2 separate regions of the Mus musculus genome follow, and region 2 is linked to region 1. Evidence: chromatin contacts called from public Hi-C data. All regions are on one chromosome and are shown on one strand. The core of a region is the stretch at or near the end of the contact, and the rest is flanking DNA. Distances in the headings are between cores, read along the strand shown.

Region 1 (6,845 bases), core at 2,318-4,817:
GCCCCCCGGCAGCCTGCCGGCGCCCCAGCTCCCTGCTCGCCTCGCTTGCTGTCGCCTACGTCCCCTACGGAGCCGCGGCATCCTCTTCCCCCGTCCTCCGACACCTCCGCCTCCAGGGGTCGGGCATGCCACTTTCTCTAGGCTCGGTCTGCTGCCGCAGCTCCGGTCTTCCCTCCTCAGTCTCACCCTCTCCGCCTGGCGCCCCGACAAAAGTAGGGCGATCTAAGAGGGCGGTGAAGAGCGTCCGAGCGAGTCCCGGACTGCCGAGAGACCCAGGGCTACGCGGGTCGGTTTGGGGAACCAGCTCGGTCGCAGAGAAGGCGCGGACCACGCGCAGCCGGGCGTGCAGTTCGGGCTGCGCGGGGGCGGGCGCGCGGCTGACTCCAAGTGCAGCGTCTGCGGGGCGCGGGGCTGGAGGCTGCTCCAGCCACACTGCAGCCTTGATCCGACCGGGTCAGCTAATGTAGGCTGGGAGCGAGGTCTCCACCCCCACCCTCACCTGACACCCCCTCCCTCTTGGGAAATGTTTACTGTAATGAATTCGCGGAGTCGGCTGGGCTCCTCGGGCGCCCCTCCTCTCCCTCGGTCCCTCGTGTTCTGGCGCGCTCCCCTCTTGGAGCCCTCTTTCTCAGCTCCCCTCCTCCCCTCCCACCCTTGCGGAGTCCCTCCCACTTCTCTGGTTTAAAGAATGCTTGGGAGGAGCCGCAGCAACTCTAAGCTTTCCAAGAGAAGTCAGATGGGGCTTTTAACCCTGTCCTCCCTGGAGAGAGTTAAGTGCACCCCGCTTTGCCAGGGATGCCAACTTGACCCAGCGCTGCTCCTCTCCCTCTCTCTAAGCTTCCTCAAGCGTCCTCCCTACACACCCGGAGCTTCTCTGAAAGATGAAAAATCCTTTCTCTAGTCCTCTGGATGTATGTCTACACCAGAGGAGCTATTAGACTCAGAAATGATCGAAACGTAACATGAGAGGGTAAAAATATAGCAAGTCTCTCAAACCAAAATGGCGTTATTTCACTCGCCGGCAACATTGGGGATGTGCTGCACCCCCAGTCTATCAAAGGTCCACTCAGCAAGCTTTCTTCCATAAACTTTAACTGTAGAAATTAGAGTGTGGCATCATATTTAGACACATCTACTTTCCCCCATTACCCTGCCTGCTCCTGGAAAGAGAGATGTTCCGTAGATGAGTTGTCTCCATAAATTACAATAGACAACTGACAATGACCGCTTCAAAGACTAACCAGCTCTACAGTTAGGACGTCCAATTGATACAGCTTTCTCACTTGCGAGTCTCTTTGCAAAGGTTAAAGGGTAATCTAAGAAATGGGAGACATGACTCTTTATTTGATCCACCCCCACCCCCTTTTGGCAAGGGGATGGTGGCCTGGTTTGCTCCCCCATTCATTGCTGTCCCCGTGTCTCCAGCAAGTTGTGGTCCTGTTTTAACTAGTCTGGAGACCGGCGGAATACTAACAGAAGGGGGAGGGGGAGCAAGCCGTCGCCTAGCGTTAGGCTGTAGAGGCGCACCGTGGGTAGGGCCCCGGGAAAAGCGATTTACAACTTGAAAGCTGGCCTGGACCAACTCCCTAGAGATGTCCTCTGCTCCGGGGGCTGAGAACTTTGGCAGGGGCGTTGGCTATAACGCGCTGGAGATGGTTTCCGGAGGAACCCCCGAGCGAGACCGCACTCCTTGTCCTCAGTTCAAAGTCTGAGTCACTTGGCAGCACTTCCCCAATTGTTTTTATTTCCTTGCAGTGCTGTTGTGTCTGCTACCTTCATGGATTTGAGCTCTTAAACCCTGGTAAGGCGACTTGGAGAAACGCCCGATTTGTCTCCCAAGCCACACAGGGATCCACCCAAACCCGCCGCGACTCGGGCATTCTCTCACATTGGCACACACCACTGGGGTTCAAGAGAGCTTGCCACCCTTCCCCGTGCTTTATATATACAAAGGAGGCTAGAAAACACATAGACATACCCTCGTCTGTCTTTTCTCCAAACTCAAAGTGTAACCTACAAATAACCAGGAGAGAATGGAGCTCCAATGGAGACTTTAATTTGAGAACAGATAGTGAGAGTCATCTTGGAAGCTTCCGAAGTAAAGTGCCAAGATAAGAGTGGTGATGTTGATAGCCTTCAGGAACAACTGCCCCTGGTCGCCCAAGGCGCCTGGCAGGCCACATGATTTATCCAAATAGCAAGTGTGGGACCAGCCCTTCCAAGACAGACTTAGCTAGCTGGGCTTCTTAATCATGGAAGAGATTACAAGAAAAAGTGACCACACTAGCTCTCAAAACTCCAGTAAGAGCCCTGGGCTGTTCAGCTCAGAGGAGGGCTTTTTCCAGGAGGCCAGAGTCTAGTGGAGGCTCTAGGGCAGCTGGATAGGTCCGTCCCCCTTACTACTCTGGGTATCTGCATTCAGCGCCTGAGGGCATAGAAGGACCTATCTCCGCAGCCCAGGCACTGGACGCAGGGAAAGTGGACTCCCCAGTATCGGGATCTCCTGGGGACTTTTCCATCCCTGACCAGTAAGGAAAGCACAATTACACCAGCTATGGAACTACCAGTTCTGGTGCAACAGCAGGGCAGGAAAGGTCCTTGGCTTGTAAAAATCACGAGCGATTGGAAAGAAAACGAACTAGCATCCCCAATTTAGTGGGGAATTGATCCCGGATTTCGGGCATAGGGCAGGTAGGGGCTTGAGATACTGAGGCTTGATAATAACACTTCTTGCATTCAACCCAGATGGGTATGGAGGGTTGTTACTTACCGGACTTAAGAGAAGCATTCTAAGGAAATGAAAGGCTGTTCTAAGCTTAGGGGATTTGGAAAACTCCATTTAGGATCGATGCTTTTGGCAGGTAGCAAATGAGCGATTTTACCCACAACTCGGTTACAAAACTCCCTAGAGGACTTGGAATCGACTTGAATGTAGAAGGCGCAGCCCCCCCCCCCCCCACACACACACACACATACACACCGGGTCCCCAAGTAGTCGGGGTAGATAGAAAAAGAATCCCATTTTCTTTGCGGATAAAAAGACAAAACATAGAACACCCACCTAGTGACCACCCACCACTTGTTCAAAAGGGAGTGGGGGTCCAAATAATGTGGTGGCCATGTAAAGAAAGCTAGGGCAGTCACTAGAAATTTCACCTGGCACAGCAATCCTTTTACCTGGCAGCCTTGTCTCCTTAGCTCATCCGAATCCAACCGGGTCCGGGAGGTGGAAAGGGAAGAAGCTAGAGCGGCAGTAGAGGGACTCCCCGGGCATGGTATTGTTTTAGGGGTCGCCGCCGAGGTCCCTCCTGCCCATCGTTGAGAACTGCCAGTCTGGTCCTGAGGTTCAGTGGACGCGGTGACCGGTTCTGCGCTGCTGCCTCCACGTTCTGGAAACTTGGGACAGAGGACCAGATAAGAGCGCACCTGGAAGCAGAGAGAGAAAGAGCTCTCTGCGTGTTTGAGAAGCACTGCCCTTGGTGTTATCTCCCAGCGCACATTCCTTGGTGGTGACAATGGATGACGCCAAACTCACAAGTGATGGCGACTGCTTTCAAATGTACAACTAACTGCAAGGTACCCGGCAAGACAGAAAGCTTTGCTCACCTCCCACTCCTTTCCCTCCCATCGAGGAGGGAACTGGCTTAACCCTGTGTTCACCCTACACTCCGGATAGAAGCTAGATTGCGCTGAGAAACCACAGACGCTGGCTTTCCGGGCAAAAGCTTTGTTCACGTGCAGTTCCAGTGGGCGTGTGGCTGTCTAGGGGCACTTGGGTGGCAAGGTGCCAGTGGCGCGCTTTCCGAGAGAGACTCGGAGATGGGAAGGAACCTAACGTTTCATCCGGACCAGACCCAGCCCTCACAATCTATTTTTTTTTTAACCTCCAGTTACCGGATTTATTGAAGTTGCCAGCAAAGTTGGCTTTTATTCCTTTACTTCTGTGTCCCCCGCCTCTCATATAATTTCCTTGCCCAGCTGCGCTTTGAAGACTTAGAAATCTCTGATCAAGCTCTAACTCTTAACAGAGTTTCAAGTGCAGTGCGAGAGGAATGGAGAAGGGGACCCACCCACTCCTGCCAAATTTAAATGAAACCGCAAGGAGAGTGGCCTCCCTCCTACCCATCAGAAGCTGGTGTCAACTAAATGACATCAGTTAAATAAGAAAGAGTAAAACACCTGAAGACCGGGTGGAAAAGAGACAAGAACGAAGTTGGTATGTGATTGGGTAAACGAGCCTAAAGAGAAAGGCATGAGTGGAATAAACATAGAGAGGGGGAAAAAAGAATACAAATGCAAAAATTAAAAATAGGGGAGCAGGGCTTGATATATATCAGGTTAGTTTTAAGGGCGATTTGACTAACAATGTCTCCTCAGCTCCCTTGGAACAGGTTAATTATATAATGAACAAATTCCGGCTTGGGTTTAGTGAACAGCTTTGCCTATACATTCAGAACTTCCAGAAAGTTAATTGAATAAGCAGAGAACCCGTCTTGTTGACCCAGAAAAGAAACTCAGGCCTGAGAAAACTGTTCTCTTCTGCTGTAGCTTTCTCTGTCAAATGAGCCCAGACACTGTGATCTGAGCACAAACGTACAACTGTTTTTCTCAGGCTCTATTCTTCAGTAGGAAGCTGTTAGACAGTGGAATAGGCATTGCTGAAAGGGGTTATTTTAAAAGGGAGAGCAAACCGCGCTTTACCACCGAATCGGTGCCTCCTCCGGACCCAATATACCCAACCCGATGTGAATGGCAGAAACTGCAAATGCCCATCTGAGCCCAGCAGTCCTGAGAGGCCTCTGGAGCTGCCTCAGACTTCAGCTTGAAGAATTCCGTTGTAAATCCTTCTGATTTGCCAAGGTGGCAGCAGAGCATAGCAATAGCTCCTTTGGTTCTTGAATCAGCAAAGCTCACAATTTAGGACATATGCATTTCCACCGTTCTTTAAATATCCATTCTTCTGTGCAGTTATGCATATGTGTCCCCAGAACCTATCATCCTCTATATCCTTCTTCTGAGAAGACAGTATATTAAGCTCATTCTTACAAACATATATTGGTTAACCAACAAGATGAAACCCTAAACAGGCTTGACATTGTGATTCATGCTACTGGAAACAGAATTAATCCAGAAAAGGAAGAGGGGGTGGTTATTAATAAATATAATTTCATTTTCCAGTAATGATGATTCAAAAGTATAATAAAGTAGTGCAATGAGCATATCCTCCTTTCTAAAAAGCTATGGGTGTTGTTGTTATTATTATTATCATGATTTTTATAAATGTAAGAAAATACTACTGGAAGTGTATGTAGAGAAGCAATGTGATAAGTCGTAAGTCTGACTGAAGAGTCAACTTAAGGAATGCATGGAAGTGAGGTCAGACAGAACAAAAGTCTTGTATTTGAAAAACAAAAAAACAAAAACAAGATAGCCAGAACATTTCTGAACAATAAAAAAGTTATTTTTGAAGGAATCACTTTCCCTGACTGCAAGCTGTACTGAAGAGCAATAGTGATTAAAAAAAGAAAAAGAAAAGAAAAGAAAAGAAAAGAAAAGAAAAGAAAAGAAAAGAAAAGAAAGAAAAGACAAGACAAAACCTTCATGGTATTGGTATAAATACAGACAGGTTGATCAATGAAATAGAATCGAAGACCCTGAAATAAACCCACACTCCTACAAAGCATACAGTAGAAAAAAAAAGCATCTTCAAGGAATGGCCTAGGTCCTTTATCCCTCCCTCCCTCCCTCCTTCCCTCCCTCCCTCCCTCCCTCCCTCCCTCCCTCCCTCCCTCCCTCCCCCCTCTCTCTTTCTTTCTTTCTTTCTTTCTTTCTTTCTTTCTTTCTTTCTTTCTCTCTTTTTTTGGAGAGCTTCAAACATGAGCATTGTTACCTACATCACTTGCACCATCTATGCCTCAAATTAACCTCATGTTCCTCCCTCTAAATCAGTGGTCTCATTAATCATTGTTACACACACACACACACACACACACACACACACACACACACACGGAGAGAGAGAGACAGAGAGACAGAGAGACAGAGAGACAGAGAGACAGAGAGACAGAGAGACAGAGAGACAGAGAGACAGAGAGACAGAGAGAGACAGAGACACAGACAGAGAGACAGACAGAGAGAGAGATGGAGAGACAGAGAGAGATCAATGTGTCCATTTAGCATAACTTCTATATCTATGCCTTAAGGTCTACCTATCATTACCTATCTGGGATTGAATATCCCATAAGACACCTGGTGGTTGGAAAAGCCTGATTCTCCTCTCATCAGCCACTTGTAAGTTTGGGACTATGTGAAATTTTCGTTGTCCACACAGGCGTGTCAACCGGCACTGGCATTACATAGATTTTGTCCAAGCAATCACATTATGAGTTTTCACGGGTACATTTGTCCTGTTATGCTTAAGGATTACTATCTAACATCAGGCCTCCCGAGATTCTTGATCTTCCAACTTTTCTGACTAAATTTCCATAATACTCTTGGAGCTGTTTGAGTGTAGATGTTGCACTGCAGGTGTTTCGGTTGTGACTGGACACCTGCCTTCCCTTATTCTCTGTATTTTGACAAGTTACCGACCTCTATAACAGTCTTCATCGGCTGCAAAAGAAGCTGCTTTGTTGAAGGGTAAGAGCTACAGTAACCTGTAAAGATAAGTATTTATAATATGCTTGGGAAGCATATACGTTTTGGAAAATGGCAGTACTAAATTCTTCTTCCTGGTTTATGATCTCTCCAGCATCTCCAGGTTTACAGTACCAGACATTAATTCCTTCCTATTGAGCAGGCCTTAAGTCCGATTGCACCATTGATGAGTGATATCTTGCCAATGC
Region 2 (6,805 bases), core at 238-2,737, 53 kb before region 1:
CCCAGGAAAATATGTATTTTGTCCATAAAAATTACTCATGTACTTTCATATGTTTAATGCATTATACATGCATATGTATACCAAGCTTTTGAAACTTTATGTTATTTTTAAATTGATGTGTGCGATTATTATATTTTCTGTGTGTAGGTTACAGATGGTTATGACCAACAACGTTAGTGCTGGGAACTGGACCAGAATCCTCTGCAAGAGGAGCAAGTGCTCTTAAGCACTTGGCACTCACCGCAGCCCCATAAGCACCATAATTAAAAAAAATTACATGACTTAAATTACTACGTAAACATTGGTACACATAGAAGGGCTTTAAACACCAATTTTAGCACCATTCCTTGTTTTAGAAATTTTACCATACTATGGCAATCACATCCAACACATTACCGACCCACTAATCAAATTGTTAACTGTTGAATATGGCATATTAACCACAGGGTAATGATGTATTACCTACCTCTATAGCTTACTCTCTCATACTTCAAATATTCTGAGTCCTGACTGGGGATGAGGGTTTGCCTGCCTGGTCAACCCTGATTAGAGAAAATCTCAGGTTCAACCTGTAGGATACAAAGCTAATTCCTCATCCTGACTGTGTGATTAGGGGTAATCATCTAAGTGCATGGTGTTTCATTTCCTTCATTTTACAAATGGGGATGAAATAACTACTTCTCATAGTGTTGTTTTATGGATTAATCATCTGGGCTATGGATACAGCTTAATGGCAAAACAGTGGCCTAGCAATCACAAGGCCTTAGCTTCAATTCTTACTAAGAATCAATAGTATTTTAATATATACTATACAAGTAAGTTCATGATAAACACATATTGGTTATGCTGATATGTTATATAAGCATTGACTACATTAATTACACAGTAGAATTGAAAGGTGTTTTAGTGAAATACTTTCACTTACTCATTTAAGGAATATAGAGCTGATGCCAAGGAGGAAAATATATCACAATATTTACTGTAATTGTCAGCAAAACTGAAGCCCTGTTTCTTCCTCAGCATGAGGAAAGGCACAGCAAGCCACTCCACTCTGGTTTGACATCTACTCATCTTTACCGGGAGCTTCAAAAAGAAATCCATTGAACCCTTTGCAATTTTGTCTATGTGACAATTGTCTTATTGTTTAGATTTAGATAAACGTGAAAAAAGAACCTATCCTTATTTTCTGAAACCTAAATAACACAATAAGAAATACAGCACATACTAGAACACTCTGTATCCACACTGTGCACACACCTAGGTGCATACAAAATGATGATCCTTCTGTGTGCTGAGTTTACAGTTGCTGGGTAGTTTACTCTGTAACTTTGGATTTCCAAAAAACATCAATAATACAGTTTCGTTTATCATCTGAAAGGAAGAGGGTTTCTATTTTTAACATGTAGCTAGTTTCAGGGTTACCATCCTCACTGAACACTAACTTCCCCTTTGGAAGGGGAAGGCAAGATCACTCTAGTATAATGCAAATACTGTCCTGGAAAGTGACAGTCTGGGATCACAAAAACCTGAAAGAGATTAGTTAAGGAAACTGAATGCCTTAGTGAACAACTTCCTCAACCAAGAGTATAGACAGTTGGCTGGGTAAAACCTAATCAGAGATGGCTTGTACTGGTCAGGGCTCACTGAGTGCTAAGGACAGACAATGTGGCAGGCATCATCTTCCTTACTCTAAGCCCCCTTTGGGAGTCTCACTAGGTGACACTAGGTGTGCATACTAGAGTAGCTTGAGAAAAAATAAATCAGAGTTCAAAACCACACAACAGGTCAGAAGAGGACTTTGAAATGCCTACAGATTTCTTGGAACTAAATCAAACCTCCTTTCAACGATGTCACAGAGACCTAGACTGCCCCTCACTTTTCGCTGGCCCACCTATATCTTTATTTATTCCTTTGCCATTTTGCCAGCTTGTCCCCTCTGCACTTTTTGGATGTTGCCCTCTCTCAGGGACAAGTTAGCAAGGGTACAAAAACCCTCCCCTTGCTCCCGCCCAGAAATTTCGCTGAAGATAGGGTCAGCCATGCCAGAGCCCAGTAGGCAGGAGCATTCTCACAGAAGTGCAGCTGCAGACATGCACACCGGCTCTGCAAGGCTCATAAAGCAGCTTTCAGCAGCACTTAGCACCCTGTGTGAGTGTGCATCTGCAGCAGGAGCCAGACACTGCACAGTGAGCGATTCTCTGCTGAACTCAGGCAGGCCTGCCTGTGTGTGAGCAGAGAAAAGGGCCTGGGAGCCAGAGAAGAATGTCCACCCTCTGTGGCTCTGGAGGGTGTATTGTCACATGCTGAAAGACAGGAAGAGGAAAGGCAGCCAAACACTGTCAATGGAAGATCCTCAGACCCACTATGTCCCCCAGCCTAGGTGCCCAATATCTGCTGCTTTACAGATATTCAAAATGAACATACAGAGTTTTAAAAAAATAGTTTTGTGCATCTTTTATTGGCCTCTACATTTTTCTCAGTTATACTTTTCAATGGTTTGGTCATGAAATATCTCTACTAATTATTTAAACAAAGAAATCAGTATCACGTCTCGAGTCAATATTCCACAACCTGGTATGTGCACATTCTATGAGGAACAGGCGTCTCAAGTCTTATGCAAACATTAATCATCTCCCCCGTTGATGTAATGAGGTAAGTATCTAAGAAGACCTAGTTCAGCAGTACTTACGGAGGTTAAGACAACAGAGCAATTTAATTGGAGGGCCTTCCACAGCCTTTCGAACTCCGCAGCAATAGAGCGCAGGAGCCCACATCCCCTGCAACATAAATAAATCCGACTGCAATGCTAAAGGTAGTTCACACATAAGGGCCAGTCAATAACAAGAAGCCAATGCCAATCACATTCTGTTCTCACACCGTCCATACACCCGTGGCCAGATTCTGATTCGCTTAAGAAGGTCCTTGTTCTCCTAGCTGGTCCAGAGACAGCTCTCTGCTCTCTAGAGTATGACAGTCAACTTTATGCACTTACTGACTATAAAGTGAACAATATTTCTTTCTTTAACAATACCTTGAAACTATCTTCCTGAATGGGGTCAGGAGCCCTGACCCTGTAGGAAGAGTTCCGGGATAGGGCACTCAGGCATAGGGGCCTGAATCTGGAAGTACTTGTGGCTTTAAGCACCTGCTGCCAAACTAGAGCTACACTCCTAAAATTCTTTGCACTAACCCACATTGGAATTCTTCTCATGACAGAGAGCCCATCCACTGCTCAATGGATTTACCCCTTGATCACTACTCTGAAAATGTTGATGAAAAAGTTTCCTAGTAGCAAGAATCTGGAATGGTTTAAGACTATGAACCAAAATTAAATCCCCTTGAAAATATACTTTAAATCTCCTTACATCTCAAAATGTTATGATATATCTTAAAAAGTAAGGCTGACATCACAAATAAATACATTTCCCTTAAGTATTATTTGTATAAGTACTAGGAAAGACAGTTTCAGCCTCCAAGTTGAACCTTGACAGCAATATTCATTATGCATGTGAGCTATCTTTCATTGATTCATCTTTCACTATTCTATGAAATGAACATGAAGAACGTTCAGACATGAAGATACATAGTTCTTCCGTCTCTAACCCTCAACAAGGTATTCCATTCCTCAAGATGGAATTTTTCCTATGTTCTTTCCAGTTTTAAAATTATTGTTATTATTATGGTTGTTATTATTATTACTACTATTATATTGTATATTGTGCCACTACTTAACAAGTTCTCAAAATGAGGAAGTTTCCTACTGAGTTGGTAATAAAAAAGCCAGAATTTACCCTTTGAGGTAAAAGAATCTATACATGAATATCTTACGTTATCCCCTAAATGGGCACTTAAGAAAGGACTAATTATCATTGCTATTATACACTCATGGTACTGATTGTACCAGTAAGATTTAAAGGAAATTAACTGTACCTGTCAGGCACAATAATTAAGAGGCCTTCATTTAGCTACTGTAACGGTACTGAAGTTGGTTCTTCAGTTATTTCCAATACACAGAGTCAGAAACTGATACCACAGAAGGCCAATGACCTTACTACCTCTCTAAATACGTGCCAGAACTTTAACTTAAAATGTCTGGATCCGAAACTTCATAATTCCTGTGTAAATATACTTCAAACACATGCTAGGTACACACAAAAATCACGGACTGGAATTCAAAAGGATATTTAAAGTTATCGAGCAAGGAACTGCCCAGCAGTCCAAACATCCAAACTTCAGGGCTGTTTCCTTTAGTCTTAAATCAAAATAAACCACAGCTACATTTCACTGAGAGAATAACACCCATGAATACCAATCAATCATAACTAATAGCTCTTGTGTACCAAAATAATGTTCACCTGAGCACTGAACAGAATTAATCCAAATTCAACTAATTCTACCTTACCACAGCCCCTGGAATCTAAAAGCAAGACCCATGCATACATTCTGGTCCATATATCCCACAGGCTATAGTTTAGCAGTCATCATTAAGGAAAGAGTTCCTATTGCTAGAGGTATAATTATATGTCTCTCGTAGTATGTTTACACTAGAGAACATTTTAAGTTGTATGTCCATCTGCCAATTATATCCAAAATTTATCCTTTCAAAGGCCATAATCTTGGTTGAAGTAAAATGACACACAATTGTGTTTATGACACTTCCAATCTGTGACCAGAATAAAATGAAAAAAAAAAAAAAAAACACTGCAAAAAATTTTGAAAAGACATGTCACATCTTTATTTTAAATGAAATATGGGGAAGGAAAATTGAGTTACCATTCTCATAAAGTTTGTAAATATGGATTCTCTTTGTTCAAACCAGAAAAAAAAACTCATTTCATCATTTAAAAAAATTCATTCCTAGAAATTAAACGCAAAAGATTCTATTAAAAAATACCTTTAAGGATATTTGCAATGCCTGCATCATATTGATGACATTTAACCTCTCATTCCAGCAGGCGATGGGTATCTGCATTCTGGAAGAAAGCTTTAATTCTATGGCTTCTGTAATGGTGAGCATGCATGCCTAAGAAGACTGGGGTTGTGAACTTTGAAGAAGGAAACAGGCACCACACCAACCACAACACCCTTCCAAGAAACTGAGATGCGGTAGAGTTTCCTGAACTGTGACAGCCAAAACGCTGGCACTTCCCAGTTATTGCTCTCCTTTCTTTACCACTAAAGCATGCCTTTCTGAGCCCAGTGGCTTCCTTCAATGAGCCACCGCGACCACAAGCGTCTCATTCAGAGCACTGTTTGTTCTCCTCTGAAATCTGGAGCACTGGTTGACCTCTCGACCGCCTCCAGACCGTGGCTGAACAGGCGAGTAAGCAATTGGCGTAAGTTTGATTTTTAGTTCATTCATCTTCGGCCTAGATCAAGATTTGGATGGCTTGGAAATACCCAGATGTGGGAAGTCACTAAGACTGACGAGTGCATGTGATCAATAATTAAAAGGCACATGCTCCAGAACTGTTTATATTTGAAGTTAATAGCTGAAGCCAGAGAAAGCTTGTTGCAAAGAAAGAGACAGAAAGCGAGAGAGAGACAAAGACAGAGAGACAGAAACAAAGAGACAGAGAGAGAGAGAGAGAGAGAGAGAGAGAGAGAGAGAGAGAGAGAGAGAGAGAAGACCAGAGTGACAGTGATAAATGTCAAGGTGTAAGCAATGGACACACCACTGTGGTATCCTATATCCATGGATTAACTGGAAAGCCACGATTTATGGGGTGCCTAAGAGGTATCCCAGGAGTTTAGTTGCCTATTTGCATTTTAGATTTAAAGGAATCTAGAATTACGAGCAAGATACAAATGCAGTCATACCTGGATCTGACCTATTTTCTTTCTTGCTTTGTTTGTTTGTTTGTTTTTGGTTTTTTCGAGACAGGATTTCTCTGTATATCCCTGGTTGTCCTGGAACTCACTTTGTAGACCTGGCTGGCCTCAAACTCAGAAATCCACCTGCCTCTGCCTCCCAAGTGCTGGGATTAAAGGTGTTCAATGCCCGGCATGACCCATTTTCTTAACTCTCGGCCTACCTGACTTGATTTCTGGCCAGTCATTTTCTAAGAGTCCTTTTCTGTGATAGAAACAGGGCTGATAAATACAACTGAGGACTTAAGTAACCCACTCAGCCTTCCAGTGTTTTGCTGCCTTGAACAAGCATAGAACTGTGACTTTAAACCCTACTGAGGTTGTATGTACAAGACTGGACCAAATCCACAGTGAAGGCACACTGATAATGATGTGTGTATGCTTGAACAGATATTTCTTGTGTAAATATAACTATCAGGAGAAAACACACACACACACACACACATTTCTTCTGTGTCTGCACAAGCCCTGCGACACCAACAGCGCTTCCCCTGGGTCATTAATTCTGGCCCCAATTTGCTATTGTCAGGAAAGCAGTCACACTGTCCAGGAGCCACCCACCTGCTACTAGGCTGAATGTGCCTGGCATCGTGACATTCTATTGATTCTCATCCAAAGCTTATGCTAAAAAAAAAAAAAAAAAAAAAAAAAAAAAAGGCAGCTCAGAGTCCAAAAGGATTCTCAGCCACCAAAAAAAAAAAAAAAAAAAAAAAAAAAAAAAATACTTTGGGGCAAATCCAAAGACAAGATGCAAATGGGAGAGACAAAACTAAGACAGCTCACAACTCACAACAGGCTAGCACATGCTCAAGGGCAAATCTGCAAGAGATGCAGACTCGTTCTTCTGATCCAGGAAAGCTCAGCACTGCCTGTGTGGGAGGACCGCCCTGAGTGGTCCAATCTGCAGTATTGCTTACGTGTTCACAAGAAAGCG

The links. A called contact is a pair of places that touch in the nucleus more often than the background predicts.
Region 2: a Hi-C map of bone marrow-derived macrophages shows a contact between it and region 1, with 1.8 times the contacts expected there. The contact joins the enhancer-like site here to the promoter of Flrt2 in region 1. A contact is called at or near these places in 1 of 39 promoter capture datasets (macrophages), 21 of 484 Hi-C or Micro-C datasets (LSK cells, the MNK3 cell line, bone marrow-derived macrophages and 11 more), 1 of 115 datasets of contacts at active chromatin or transcription factors (bone marrow-derived macrophages) and 2 of 9 other capture datasets (adipose tissue and bone marrow-derived macrophages).

What each region holds. Positions count from the first base shown.
Region 1 is chr12:95,688,948-95,695,792 of GRCm38.p6, reverse strand. Flrt2 (fibronectin leucine rich transmembrane protein 2) reads right to left here and starts at 3,567. Exons shown (of 2, transcript NM_201518.4): 1 at 3,178-3,567.
Region 2 is chr12:95,739,888-95,746,692 of GRCm38.p6, reverse strand. All of the region lies in intron 1 of Flrt2 (fibronectin leucine rich transmembrane protein 2), which reads right to left. Among named protein-coding and RNA genes, the nearest start is that of Flrt2, 51 kb to the right of the region's middle. Within about 2 kb of position 1,487, at least 49 of the 459 cell types and tissues checked have an H3K27ac peak or open chromatin away from gene starts, as enhancers often do. A contact at or near this core is called in bone marrow-derived macrophages, cerebral cortex, cortical neurons and 1 more, where this site is marked.